Linked DNA regions of Mus musculus: region 1 is linked to region 2. The links are chromatin contacts, called in public HiChIP or PLAC-seq maps. All regions are on one chromosome and are shown on one strand. The core of a region is the stretch at or near the end of the contact, and the rest is flanking DNA. Distances in the headings are between cores, read along the strand shown.

Region 1 (6,025 bases), core at 3,507-6,006, 140 kb before region 2:
CCCACTGCCAGGGTCAAAGGACTGGTACTGCTGTGGTTGAGGGCGGGAGAGGACTGGGACCATGGCGATGCGCCCAGCTTGCTCAGGTTGGCCCTATAGGGTCCAGGAGGGGAGATATGGTTGGGATCTGAAAGTTGACGATACAGGGATGGCTGGCCACCAGCTTCATGGTAGGCAGGACCTGGGGATGAGGACCCCATACCCATGTCATTGCGGCCACCACCTCCGGGTAGAGCAAGATAGGAAGACCGGGCCAGAAGAGGGGAGTGCTTGATGCTGCTGAGGCTGTTACTGGAAGGTGAGGAGCCTGTGGCGCTTGGAACTGCAGGTCCAAAGGCCAGAGTCACAGGGGGAGGGCGAGGGACCTGGGGCATCAGTGGATCCTCATTGCTACAGAAGCCCTCCACAGGCTGTGACTCCGCATACAGACATCGGAACTCCCGATCAAAGTCTTCCACAATGTGGCCCCTCAGCTGCAGTACCATGCTGGTGTGGGCCTGGCTGCATAGCCAAGTGAAGCTGGGGGGGGGGGGGGCAGAGGGGTCAGAGTTAGGAAGGAGTCAAAGCACGGAGTCCAAGGCTCGGCCAGAGTCATAACTAGAGTCGGGTCAAGGATGAGGGTCTCCAAAGCCCTTCTGTTTCCCACGTGCAGTAGTTACTCTCCATGCCAAAGTATTGAGTAGAGTGGGCTACCACCTAGCTCTTGCCCTGCATGGTGCCTAGCACACAGTAGGTGCTTCGTTTGAAGGGATGGATAGAAGAGATGCGAGCCGTAAGATCTCAGATGCCCTTACCAGGTAATGGCCCTGCCCCCAGGCCCCTCTCCCTCTAGCCTTCTCACCTGTAACTGCCTGCCACCACCTGTTCACAGTCAATGATGACAAACTTCTCCAGGGCCTGGCCGGTGAATCGGCGACCTGCCTTGCTGCAGTACGTGTCTCCACATGTGCTCCGTACACGCATATTCTGGGCCAAGAGTAGAGGGAGTTTAGTGGGAGGGTGGCCTTGGGACAATGGAGCTCAGGGCTGGAGAGATGACTCAGTAGTTGAGAGCACTCTTTCAGAGGACTTGTGTTCTAGTCCCAACTCTTTCTGTGAGGTGGCTCCTAATTCCCTATAACACCAGGGCATTCTGGCACCACTGGCCTCCATGAGCACCACATACATGGACCCATAATTTAAAATTATAAAAAGAAATTGAAAAAAAAAAGGAAGAAGAAAAAAACTGGCAGTCAGGCCATGTCTGTGACCCAAAGGGTGTCCAGTCCCTCAAAGCTAAAGGAGCCCTATGTCCCACTTTCGCTGACCCCCTAATGCTCAATGGCCACCAACTGGCCCTCTTGCCCTCCTAAATCCCCGCCCCCTTTCCATGTTTGTAGCGCTCAGCCCATACTGACCACCAGGTGGCCCCCATTGAGGTCCATCTTATAACACATCTCCAGGAAGTACTTCAGGTGCTCCTGAGCCAGAAGGAGATAGACAGGGACGCCACGTCGGCTGGAGGCCTCCATCAGGTCGCACAGGAGCTCCATGTCAGTGAAAACGTCCATCACCACAGCCACCACCTGAAAGAGGAAGGGCATATTCCGGCCCAGGAAAAGTATGGGGCTGGAAGCCAGGAGCCAACGCAACACCAGAATCAGATTCTCATATATCTCTATCTCTATGTCTATTTCTCTATCTCTATGTATCTATGTCTAGATCTAGATCCAAAGTCCGTAACCCCGCAATCCAAGCTGGCCTTGAGCTCACTCCTGTCTCAGCTCCCTGATTATTGGGATTTCAGCATGTGCCACCGTGCCTTAGCCTAGCATTCTTAGCTTGGCCACAGGGAGAATTGACTGTCTTAACCTGGTTGTTTTAAAGTGTTTGAGATGTTTTTCTTTCTCTTTTTCTTTCTTCAAGATGTATTTATTATTCCGGGCAGTGGTGGTGCATGCCTGTAATCCCAGCACTTGGGAGGCAGAGGCAGGTGGATTTCTGAGTTCAAGGCCAGCCTGGTCTACAGAGTGAGCTCCAGAACAGCCAGGGCTACACAGAGAAACCCTGTCTCAAAAATAAATAAATAAATAAATAAATAAATAAATAAATAAATAAATAAATAAATAAATAAAAATCATTTATTATGTCTACAGCATTCTGCCTGCATGTATGCCTGCAGGCCAGAAGAGGGCACCAGATCTCATTACGGATGGTTGTGAGTCACCATGTGGTTGCTGATACTTGAACTCAGGACCTCTGGAAGAGCAGACAGTGCTCTTCACCTCTGAGGCATCTCTCCAGCCCTTGAGGGATGTCTAAGGACAGTGTCTGGTAACAGAGTCTCAAAGATGCTTATAGATCAACTATGTGAGTTAAAGCTCTGTTTGTTAGAGAATTGGAGAAGGCAGGAGTCAGAAGCAGACCCCAGTTTTTAGGCTGGTTTCCTATATTCCTCATTGGCACCAGCTTCACTCTGGCCTAGAGGAGCCTGCCTCTCTGAGGCTCCATACAAGGAAGAAAGCTGCAATCCAGGCCCAGGGATTCTCATGTCTTTTGTCAAGCCTTGCTTTTGAAGCTGCAGAGGTCTGGTGTGACAGCTTTGTTCACAACGTCCTGTTGTCTGTGCTAAGTGAAGCCAGTCAGCTGAGAGCTGAGATTTGTACCTCCAATATACAGGGTATTTCTCATGCCCCCAGCTGTCCCTTCTTCCCATTGTGTGTGTCTACTGTGAGTCTTCTGTCCTGTGAAGTGGCCTGGGAGGGATGGAGACCACCACTGTAGCTTGGAGCCAAAAGGAAGTGGGTTCGAATGCATAATCCTCCACTTCCTAGAAGTAGAGTCTTGGGCTTAGCTAGAGAGCCTCAGCTTCCTAGTCTGCTACATAGGTGCATCCCATAGTTACAAGGGATAAAGCTGCTAGGCACACAACAGAAGCTAAACTCTTTCCCCTTCCCTGCTGCCTCCTTGGTGGCTCAGCCCAGGAGCCCGACTCTTAGCCCAGGGGCACAAAGGTCTAATTGGTGGTGAGCAGGCAGGGCACTGGGGATGCTCTCCTATGCAGCACAGGTCTGGCCAGTGAGGGAGGAGCCAGCAGGAAAGATCAAAGGGGGACAAGGATGACAACGGCAACAAACTCGCTAATTACCCCACTCTCGATGCCAATCAAACTCAGTCCTCCTGTGCCTAGGGCACAGGCGAGCTTGCTAGCACGGCCTTGGCGGCGCTGGTGGGATCTCAGGTGGGACTACCCCTTCCTAATGTCCCCAGACTCAGCAGCGACCACTCTTCAGTCCTCCTTCATGACAAAATAAAGACATAGCCCATGCCAAAATCCACCTACCAGTGCCCTCCGCCCTGCTTCAGACCCGGCTGCTGATGCTGCACAGGGCTTGCTGTGCAGCTGGGGTTAAGCTGAGCTGTGCCCCGGGTTAGACCCAGACAACCTCTCTGGGCAAGTTCCTTCTAGACCCTCTCTGTCTTTGGCGTCTTCCTTCGTTAGTCAAGGTGGGCTGTTCATATGTTCACCATGGTTGCGTTCTTAGTCTGGGGTGGGGAGGGAGGAGTCACAGAACTTTCTGAGGGCCAGAGAGTTAGTTCAGTGGTTAAGAACAGCACCGGTTTCTCTTCTAGAGGACTTAGGTTCGATTCCCAGCACGCAGGGCAGCTCAACAACTGTCTGTCACTCTAGTTCCAGGAGATTAGATGCTCTCCTCTGGCCTCCACTGACACCGGGCATGCACACCGTGCACACACACACACACACACACACACACACACACGCAAGGCATGCAAAACACTCATCAACATGAAATAAAAATAAATCTTAAATTTTTTTTGATACTCTGAAGTCTACAGACTCCCTCCCAAGAAAGATAACGTAAGGATCCTTTTCAGTAACGCAACATGCACTTCTGGGGTGAAGTTCCAGAGCCCTGAGCTATGCTCTATAAGTTAAGGCTCATGAATGCCAAGGGTACCAAGAAAAATAAAACACCTGCCCAACCTCTACCCACTGGGAATCTAACAGAGGGCAGAGACTCTAGTTCCAATTCTCCATTTACGCTTCTGTGTGGCTCAAACTGGTCTCCCACCCCCCAACCCCACCTCCTGGGAGCCCACATCTGTGCCCACAGCTATGAAATGTATGAAGAGGTGAGGCTCTTACCGTTTGGGCCTGGCTGAAGAGGAATCGCAGCAGGTCCTTGATGCTCTTGCCCTTGTCTCTTTGAAAATGAACCACCGCCTGAGTGGGACTGAAACCTGTGGCCTGGGGCACTTCAGGCCAGCCCAGGTCCAGGTCTGGGGGATCTAAGTCAGAAGCCATAGGGAAGTAGGTGCCTGAGGTAACTTCAGAGAGCATGCTGAGGTCTTGGCCTAAGGTCTCTGACCCCTGGGCCTCGCTGAGCTCAGGAACCCCACGCACATGGCTGATCATGTAGTCCACGTCCAGGGCACTCAGGAAGGGCAGCTCCCGCTCTTCGGAGATGACCTGAAGGTAGGCAGCCTCTCCCCGTTCCAGGAGGGCATCTGCCGCCAGTCTTGCAGCCTCGCTGTGCTGGAGCACCAGGGGTGAGCTCTCCCTCCACCAGGGCCGCTTCAGCTCCTCCACCCGGCTCCGCAGGGGTCCTGCCATGCCCTGGGTCCCAGCGGGTGCTATTCGGCTAAATGTGCGTATCCACCTAGAGCCCAACCCACCCGAGGCTCCATGGTTTGCATCTGGGTTGGCTGCTATAAGGAAGAAGATACTGGCGCCAGCTTGGCAGCCCTGCATGTGCAACAGGGCCCCCAAACTGTTGCCACCCTAAGTCTGAACCAAGCTCCTCCCCCATTGCCCCTGGCCTTGGGAACCTGTCGGGTCAGTCCCACCCAGTCTGTCTATTGTCGGGACACGCCTGCTCGGGGAAGTGGCAGTGCCAGGCCCTTCGTGTGTGCTGCTGGCTCTTTCCCAGTCTTCCCTGTATTCCCTGACCTTCAGCAACCTGCAGAGATTAGGTCTCACACACACACACACACACACACCCACACCACACCACACCCTGGATGTTGAGGGGTAGGGGATGTTCAGAGTCACACACATCCATACATCCCTACCCATGTGGTGGCTCACAACCATCTGTAACTCCCAGATCCAGGAGCACTAATGCCCTCTTGGGAGCTCTGTGGGAACCAGGCATGTACGGGGCACACATACATATACGTATGTTGGCAAAACACACTTAAAAAAAAAAAGGACCGAGTCTCATATAGCCCAGGCTAACCTTGATGTCACAAGGAAGCCAAGGATGACCTTAGAGTTCTGGTCCTCCTGCCTCCACCTCCCCAGTGATTACAGCATGCACCTCCATGCCCAGTTTCTGCGGTGCTGAGAGTCTAACGCACAGGGCTTTGTTAGATGAGCACTATCCACTGAGACACAGCAGCAGCCATGCTTAGAACTGACTTTGCAGTCAGTGCTGTAAGGACTGTGTCTGTGCGTGGAGTGGTGGGCTAGGGCAGACGGCTGCACCTCCAGAACAGCTCTGGGGATACCCTCAGCCTGATAGGAGCCAAGCTCCCCTCCACTGGGGCAGACAGCAGACGGATACACAGCAAGGTCGGGATGAAAACAGAGCAGGTGTCTGCCTCAGGACGTGTGGGTCTGTCCTCTCAGAATGGGGAAGCAGTTTTGCTCCAAAGAAGGGGTCATCAGTGGGCAATTGCACATGGTGGCAGAATGGGGGACAGGGGAACTAGACTAGTTATCACCTTCCTGCAGAGGGGTAAGATCTAATGAGGGTGTTCAGAAATCAGGAGACCCTAAAGCTTTATGTTACAGATGACTGAATTTAGTTTATTTGGGGTCTAAAACACAGGCTTTTCTGAAAGAGATTTCAGGGTGGAGATGGGTGGATGGAAAGGGTAAGTAGGAGATGGGACAGAGGCGTGAGGGGCCCAGAGAATAGGGAGCCATTGACTAAGGCCTCAAATGATTCCATTTCATCGCAGGCGTGGCAGCAGAAACTTAAGCACCAGGTCCTCTAAGGGGCCCTTCCCTGGGGGGAGT
Region 2 (6,393 bases), core at 857-3,356:
CTTGTGAGTTCAAGGCTACCTGTGTTACAAAGGAATACCCTTTTTCCAAAAGTTAGGAGGCTAGTGTATGTAGTATCACATGCCTTTTAATCCCAGCATTCGAGAGGCAGAGTCAGGCAGGTCTCTGTGAGTTTGAGGCCAGCTTAGTCTATAGAGATAGTTCCAGGACAGCCAGGACTAGAACTGTCTGGGGGGAAAAAAAGAATTGTTTCTTCTGCCGTCTAATTACTTAATTAAATTTCTTGTTCTTGTTTTTATTTTATACTCATGTAGATTTATTTTTATGCCTTTTGGGGCATGAGGAACTATAGTAGCTACACTCCTAAGTATGGTGCTTATGTGGCCCAGTGCTTCCTACCTCGTGTCACTCTGACTAAGGCAGATGCAGGCACCAGAGAGGACAGAGCACATATCATCTAACACTTCTCAGCTGGACGGAGTAGCAGTACACGCTTTTAATTCTAGCACTTCGTAAGCTGAGGCAGGTGGATGTCTGTGAGTTCAGTGCCAACCTGATCTACTTAATGAGTTCCAGGATTTCATAGTGAGACCCTCTCTAAACCTTTATTTAATTAAAAACAGTTACAAGGGAGTAGTCTGTCTGAGGGTGTGGGAAGGGGAAGAGAGAAGGGACCACCATGGCCCAAGTGTGACCATGATAGTCACTCCTTTCAGGAAATCTGAGGCCATTAGCTGATCAGTCAGCAGGGTTATAATCTTTTACTTTGGGCTTTCAGGAGGTATCATGACTGAATTTTAGTTGAGGAAATGCCTTGTGGACACTACTCAACTATTTGAAAATACCTGCTGTCATACCCACATAATTCCAAAAATGAGCAAATTTTTGGCTGCTTTCTTGTCAGCAAACTCACTGTAAAACATGATCAAGGGGCTAGAGAGATCCATGGTTAGAGAGTCTGCTCTTCAGAGGACCTGAGTTGGTCCCTAGTAACCACCTCAGGTGATTCCCAGTTGCCTCTAAAGCCTTCCTCTGGCCTCTGTGCCCATACATACATATATGCCACACATATACACATAAATAAAAATAAATATTCAAAAACAAAATAATCAAAAGTCTTAAGTTGATTCTCTCCCTCCAGTGTGGGTTCTGGAGCTGGGCCTCAGGTCTGCAAACTGACATAGCAGCTGCTTCTACTTTCTGCACCGTCTCACTGCCCAGGACGTGGCACTTTCAATAGCAAAATATTCTGCTCATAGCTAACCAGCACTGATAGACTATTTCTTCCTGTTTTGACATCACAAATTTAGCTCTCTGGTGGCCATACATTTAGACAGAGCGAACAACTTAATTTTGTTATTTTTATAGTTGGCTTTTTGACCCTGAAGGTTTGGTGTTTATGATGGTTGTGCAGTTGACATTATTTTATTTTATTTTTTGGTTTTGTTTTTTTGAGACAAGGTTTCTCTGTGTAGCCCTGGCTGTCCTAGAACTTACTCTTTAGACCAAGCTGGCCTCAAACTCAGATCCACCTTGCCTCTGCCTCCCAAGTACTAGGATTAAAGGAGTGCACCACCACTTCCAGTTTATATATTATTTTTTAAAAATAATCTTTTAAAAAAATATTAAATGACCTTTAAATTTTAGTGAGACAGGGATTTAAACTTCCCTGAGAAATGAGTCACCAGGCTTAAAGCAGTGCCCATGTCACAGTGAGACAGTGAAGAGATTCTAAGTCCAGACAAGCTCCCCGTCTCCTCTCTCACTCACTGGCTTTAACAGTATGGGTTCCTTTACATGATCAGGAGAAAGAGCGCTCCTGGCTGCAGCAGGAGCTGGATAAGACCCTGGAAACCCTCGAGAGGGAGAGAGCAGAGCTGGAGACAAAGCTGAGAGAGCAGCAGACAGAAATGGAAGCCATCCGTGCACAGAGGGAAGAGGAACGAAGCCAGGCTGACAGCGCCCTGTATCAAGTAAGCATCCTCGAGCTTTATATCCTCATGATGTTTGCATGCCCGGTCTCTTCCCCTCTTACTTTTCCATTCCTAAGAACAGGGCTCAGGAGGGGCTTCCTGAAGAGTGTAGCTACTGCCCTGCTGCCTGTGAGGAGACTAACATGCAGTTAGCTGCAAGCAGGCAGTGTGTCATACTTCCCGAGGGAGGGCCAGCATTGACCACATCCTGTCAGCTTATGAGCCGGTGGCAGTCTTTGCACTTCCTGGTTCTAAGTTAATGGTCCGAGACTTTCCCTTGCCCTCAGCCCCTCATCCTGTTGTTGGAAGACCTTGGAGCAGATGAGATGTGCTTATGGCCTCCTGGGTGAACATGATAATCCAGAGCCATGAAGCCCTTGCCCTTCCTGCCCTTCCCCAGATGCAGCTAGAAACAGAGAAGGAGAGAGTATCCCTCCTGGAGACACTGCTGAGGACCCAGAAGGAGCTGGCAGATGCTAGTCAACAGCTGGAAAGGCTGAGACAGGACATGAAGATTCAGAAGTTAAAGGAACAGGTATGGCGATGGCCCTGTGCCTGATCCTTCTGCTTCTACCACCTAGTGTGGACCATAACACCTCATTTAAAGTATTGTTAGGGATTGAACTGTGGGGCTTCAGTGCTAGAAGGAGGCAGTTTTTAATTACCTTTAAATTACATCTGTTTGTTTATTCTGTGTGCATGTGCATGCATGTACATATGGCATGACATGCCTATGGAATTCCCATGGTAGAGTTGGCTCTTTCCTTCTGCCAGCTGGGACCCTGGATTGACTTCGGGTCATCACACTTGGCAGCAGAACCTTCCCAGCTAAGGGTAGTTTTGAAGGACATGTTAGGCACAGGATTCCATTGTCAGAGGGCCCTGAAACAGACAGACAGAGGCTTAGGAAATATGGGGTAAAAGGAGGTACATGGCTCTAGTGTGATAAACTTGGGGTCAGTACAGAAGAGAGGAGAGAAGGAAAGGACCCCTCCTTAGCCATGGGAGCTTGGGGTTTGTTTAGAGGCCAGTGGAAAACTGGTGACTGATATTTTAAGTGTAAGAGAGATGCATGATTTTTTTATATTTATTTATTTTATGTATATGAGTACACTGTAGCTGTCTTCAGACACACCAGAAAATGGCATTGGATCCCATAACAGATGGTTGTGACCCACCATGGGGTTGCTGGAAATTGAACTCTGGACCTCTGGAAGAGCAGACAGTGCTCTTAACCTCTGAGCCATCTCTCCAGTCCCAGATTTATTTATTTTTATGTTATGTGTATGAATGTCTTGCCTGCATGTATGTATATATACCATGTTCAGGCCTGGTACCTGCAGAGGCCAGAAGATGTCAGAGCCCCTGGAACTGGAGTTAGTGAAGTTTTGAGTCACCATATGGTTTCTGGGAACTGAACCTGGGTATTCTGCAAGAGCAAAGAGCAGCCAGTGCTCTTAACCACCAACCATTTCCCTAGCCCCTCATGCATGATTTTATATATTCTTGTTTACGTTTTTTTTAAATTATTGTTATCTTTTGGTGGTTCTGGGGATCAAACCTGGATATGTTAGGCAAATGTTCAACTACTAAATTACAAAATTACTACATTTTTATTATTAACTTAATTAATTAAATAATTTTTGAGGCAGAGTTTCTCTGTTATGTAGCTTCTACATGTCTCTGCTACCCTAGAGCTAGGATTATAGGCATATGTCACCATGCCTGACCAGGATATCTTTTTAATGCTGTACTAGACCAGGTGGAAATGTGTGTGTGTGTGTGTGTGTGTGCAATTAAGTGGAAATAAGGATCTGCTTAGGAGGCTGCTAATGAGTCTGCTAGGGACAGTTACCAGCTCTTGGGCTTGCCCAGAAAAGTTGGCTGAACCCATGCAGGCATAGGAGGGGAAATGAGGTCTGAGAATAGAGGGAGAAAGTATGCATTGCTACTTCCTGCCTCAGTTTCTGCCAACTCAATAGAAACAAACAGACCAATTATTTATATAGTAAGGATTTCAGGAGCTAGCTCCCATGGGAGCTTTTCTGTACTCCCCGATTGCTTTCTATAGGAGACCACTGGCATGCTGCAGGCCCAGCTTCAGGAAACACAGCAGGAGCTGAAGGAGGCAGCCCAGCAGCACAGGGACGACCTTGCTGCCTTCCAGAAGGACAAGCTGGACCTGCAGAAGCAGGTACCTTTTTTTCTACTTGCCCCACAGCCCTTCCTTCCTACTCCCTTCTACAGACAGTGGAATCTGGGTCCTGCTTCTTGACCTCGGGAGAACAGAGATAGGCCACCGAACTAAATGCAGAGTTGAAGGGTGTTCAGAGCTGAGCATGTACCTTTGAGAGTTCTGGGATTGTATTACTAGCCCTCTTTATCCACAAATTCTGCCAATGGCCAGTTGAAAACATTGGGAAGGCTTTTTAGTGTAAATGTATAGACTTTTTTTTGTTCTCTAAAATATAACAACCGTTTACATAGCATTCACATTTCATTAGGTACTGTTTACATCATATTAGGTTTGGTAAGTAACTTGGAGATGGTTTAAAATGCATAAGAGAATGTGACTAGGTTATATTCAATTACTGTATGTTTAATCTCAGCATTTAAGAGGTGGACTGTTGAGATTGAAGTCAGTTGGAGCTGCAGAGTGGGATTCTGTCTCTAAAACAAGAGCCGGTTAGGAAGATGGCTGCACTGATAAAGTACCTGCTACACAGCGTTAGGGTCCGAGTTGAGATTCTCAGCCCCCTCATGAAGATCTGGGTGTGAAGGCAGGTGCTGACCCTAGCGCTGAAGAGGCAGAGGCAGGAGGATCTCTGGAGCTCACTGGTCGGCTGATCCTGCTGAAAGTAAATTCCAGGTTTAAGGAGAAAGAGAGACCCTGCCTCAAAAAAAAAAAAAAAGGAAAAAAAAAGGCTAGAGAATGATAGAGGACACATATTAACCTCTGACCTACCTGTGCACACACATTTGCACTTACACACACACACATTTTGATTGTGATTTCCAGTGGAGATGTGTTACAGGACACTGCAACCACTGCTTTCCACTTGTCTGGAATGACCCTAAGCTGACTTTTCTAAAGCAAGCCAGTTTGGGTTGTTTTTCCTGTCCTCGCTGAAATCTTATGTCCATATTTACCAGATGGCTTTTCCTTCTCATAAGCCTATAACAGAGGATGTTCTAAGGTTTGTTTGTTTGTTTGTTTTTTCCTGGAACTCACTCTGTAGACCAGGCTGTCCTCGAACTCAGAAATCCACCTGCCTCTGCCTCCCAAGTGCTGGGATTAAAGGCATGCACCACCACCACCGCCTGGCTCGAAGTTTTTATTTTATTTTATTTTATTTTATTTTACTTTTTTGGTATGTGTGTGTATAGTCACTGTGGTCTTGCCCATCACTTTGCCTTTTGGAATAGTTGTATCCCAGCAAGGTTTTTATTCATGTCTGCATTTATGTAAGATTTCTCATGCTATGAAGACAAACAGGATGATTAAGAATGGGTTGTGTAGCCAGGCATTGGTGGTGCACACCATTACTCCCAGCACTTAGGACGCAGAGGCAGGTGGTTCTCTATGAGTTCAAGGCCAGCCTGGTCTATAGAGTGAGTTCCAGGACAGCCAGGGCTACAAAGAGGAAACCCTGTCTTGAATAATTAAAAAAAAAAAGTGTGTGTGTGTGAACTTGCATATACATCATAGTGAGGTAGTTCAGAACTAACTCCTACAAATTGTCTACTGTCCTCCACAAACATGTCGTGGCATGCATTCAAGTGTGTACACAAATAAACGAATAAACATGTAAATGTAAAGAAAAACATAGTGCAGGGACTAGTGACTCCTGCAGAGCTGTGGGGACGGCCACTGACTGGCACAGCTGACAGCAGCCTGAAGCCCGAGGTTAGACGTGTCTTCCCATGCGGCCCGTCTTTGCCATCTCAGCCTCATGCTTGTCACCTTCCAGGTAGAGGACCTAATGTCTCAGCTGGTAGCCCACGATGACTCCCAGAGGCTGGTGAAAGAAGAGATTGAAGAGAAGGTGAAAGTGGCTCAAGAATGCAGCCGGATTCAGAAGGAACTGGAGAAAGAGAACGCCAGGTAGGCTAGACAGCCAGAGGGGTAGCTTTTCCTTCTCACTGTGTCTGTGTCTCCACAGTTCTCCACGTGTCACTGTGGCATGTTCTGTGCATGGTTTTCTTGACTTCTGTGTCTACTCCAGGGTACACATGTAGCCATCTGGAGTAGACATGGTCTCTACCTCAAATCTTATACTTGACTCATTTACTTATTATTTAGAAAAGACCATTGATGCACTGTTGTCTTATGGCAATGTGGTCCCCACTTCAATAAATATACCTGTAGGGAAAATTTTAATCAAACAGTTTTTTAAGATACATTGTTATAGATTTTTGCACGTTGTATGGAGGAAAGAAGCCAGGTGTTGTTGTGGGGGG

Evidence for each region. HiChIP or PLAC-seq counts read pairs in DNA pulled down with a chosen protein or histone mark.
Region 1: a contact with region 2 is called in an H3K27ac HiChIP or PLAC-seq map of double positive thymocytes, with 5 read pairs. The contact joins the promoter of Fam83c here to the enhancer-like site in region 2. A contact is called at or near these places in 10 of 39 promoter capture datasets (3T3-L1-derived adipocytes, embryonic stem cells, hematopoietic stem and progenitor cells and 6 more), 1 of 484 Hi-C or Micro-C datasets (bone marrow-derived macrophages), 9 of 115 datasets of contacts at active chromatin or transcription factors (the 230-238 cell line, bone marrow-derived macrophages, double positive thymocytes and 3 more) and 4 of 9 other capture datasets (adipose tissue, embryonic stem cells, liver and 1 more).

Annotation. Positions count from the first base shown.
Region 1 is chr2:155,830,096-155,836,120 of GRCm38.p6, forward strand. It overlaps Fam83c (family with sequence similarity 83, member C), which reads right to left and starts at 4,757. Exons shown (of 4, transcript NM_027788.3): 1 at 4,148-4,757; 2 at 1,398-1,565; 3 at 842-966; 4 at 1-519. The coding sequence starts at 4,615.
Region 2 is chr2:155,977,380-155,983,772 of GRCm38.p6, forward strand. Cep250 (centrosomal protein 250) reads left to right here. Exons shown (of 33, transcript NM_001130000.1): 19 at 1,765-1,932; 20 at 2,333-2,467; 21 at 4,004-4,126; 22 at 5,904-6,037. Among named protein-coding and RNA genes, the nearest start is that of 6430550D23Rik, 24 kb to the right of the region's middle. Within about 2 kb of position 2,107, at least 188 of the 459 cell types and tissues checked have an H3K27ac peak or open chromatin away from gene starts, as enhancers often do. A contact at or near this core is called in the 230-238 cell line, adipose tissue, bone marrow-derived macrophages and 5 more, where this site is marked.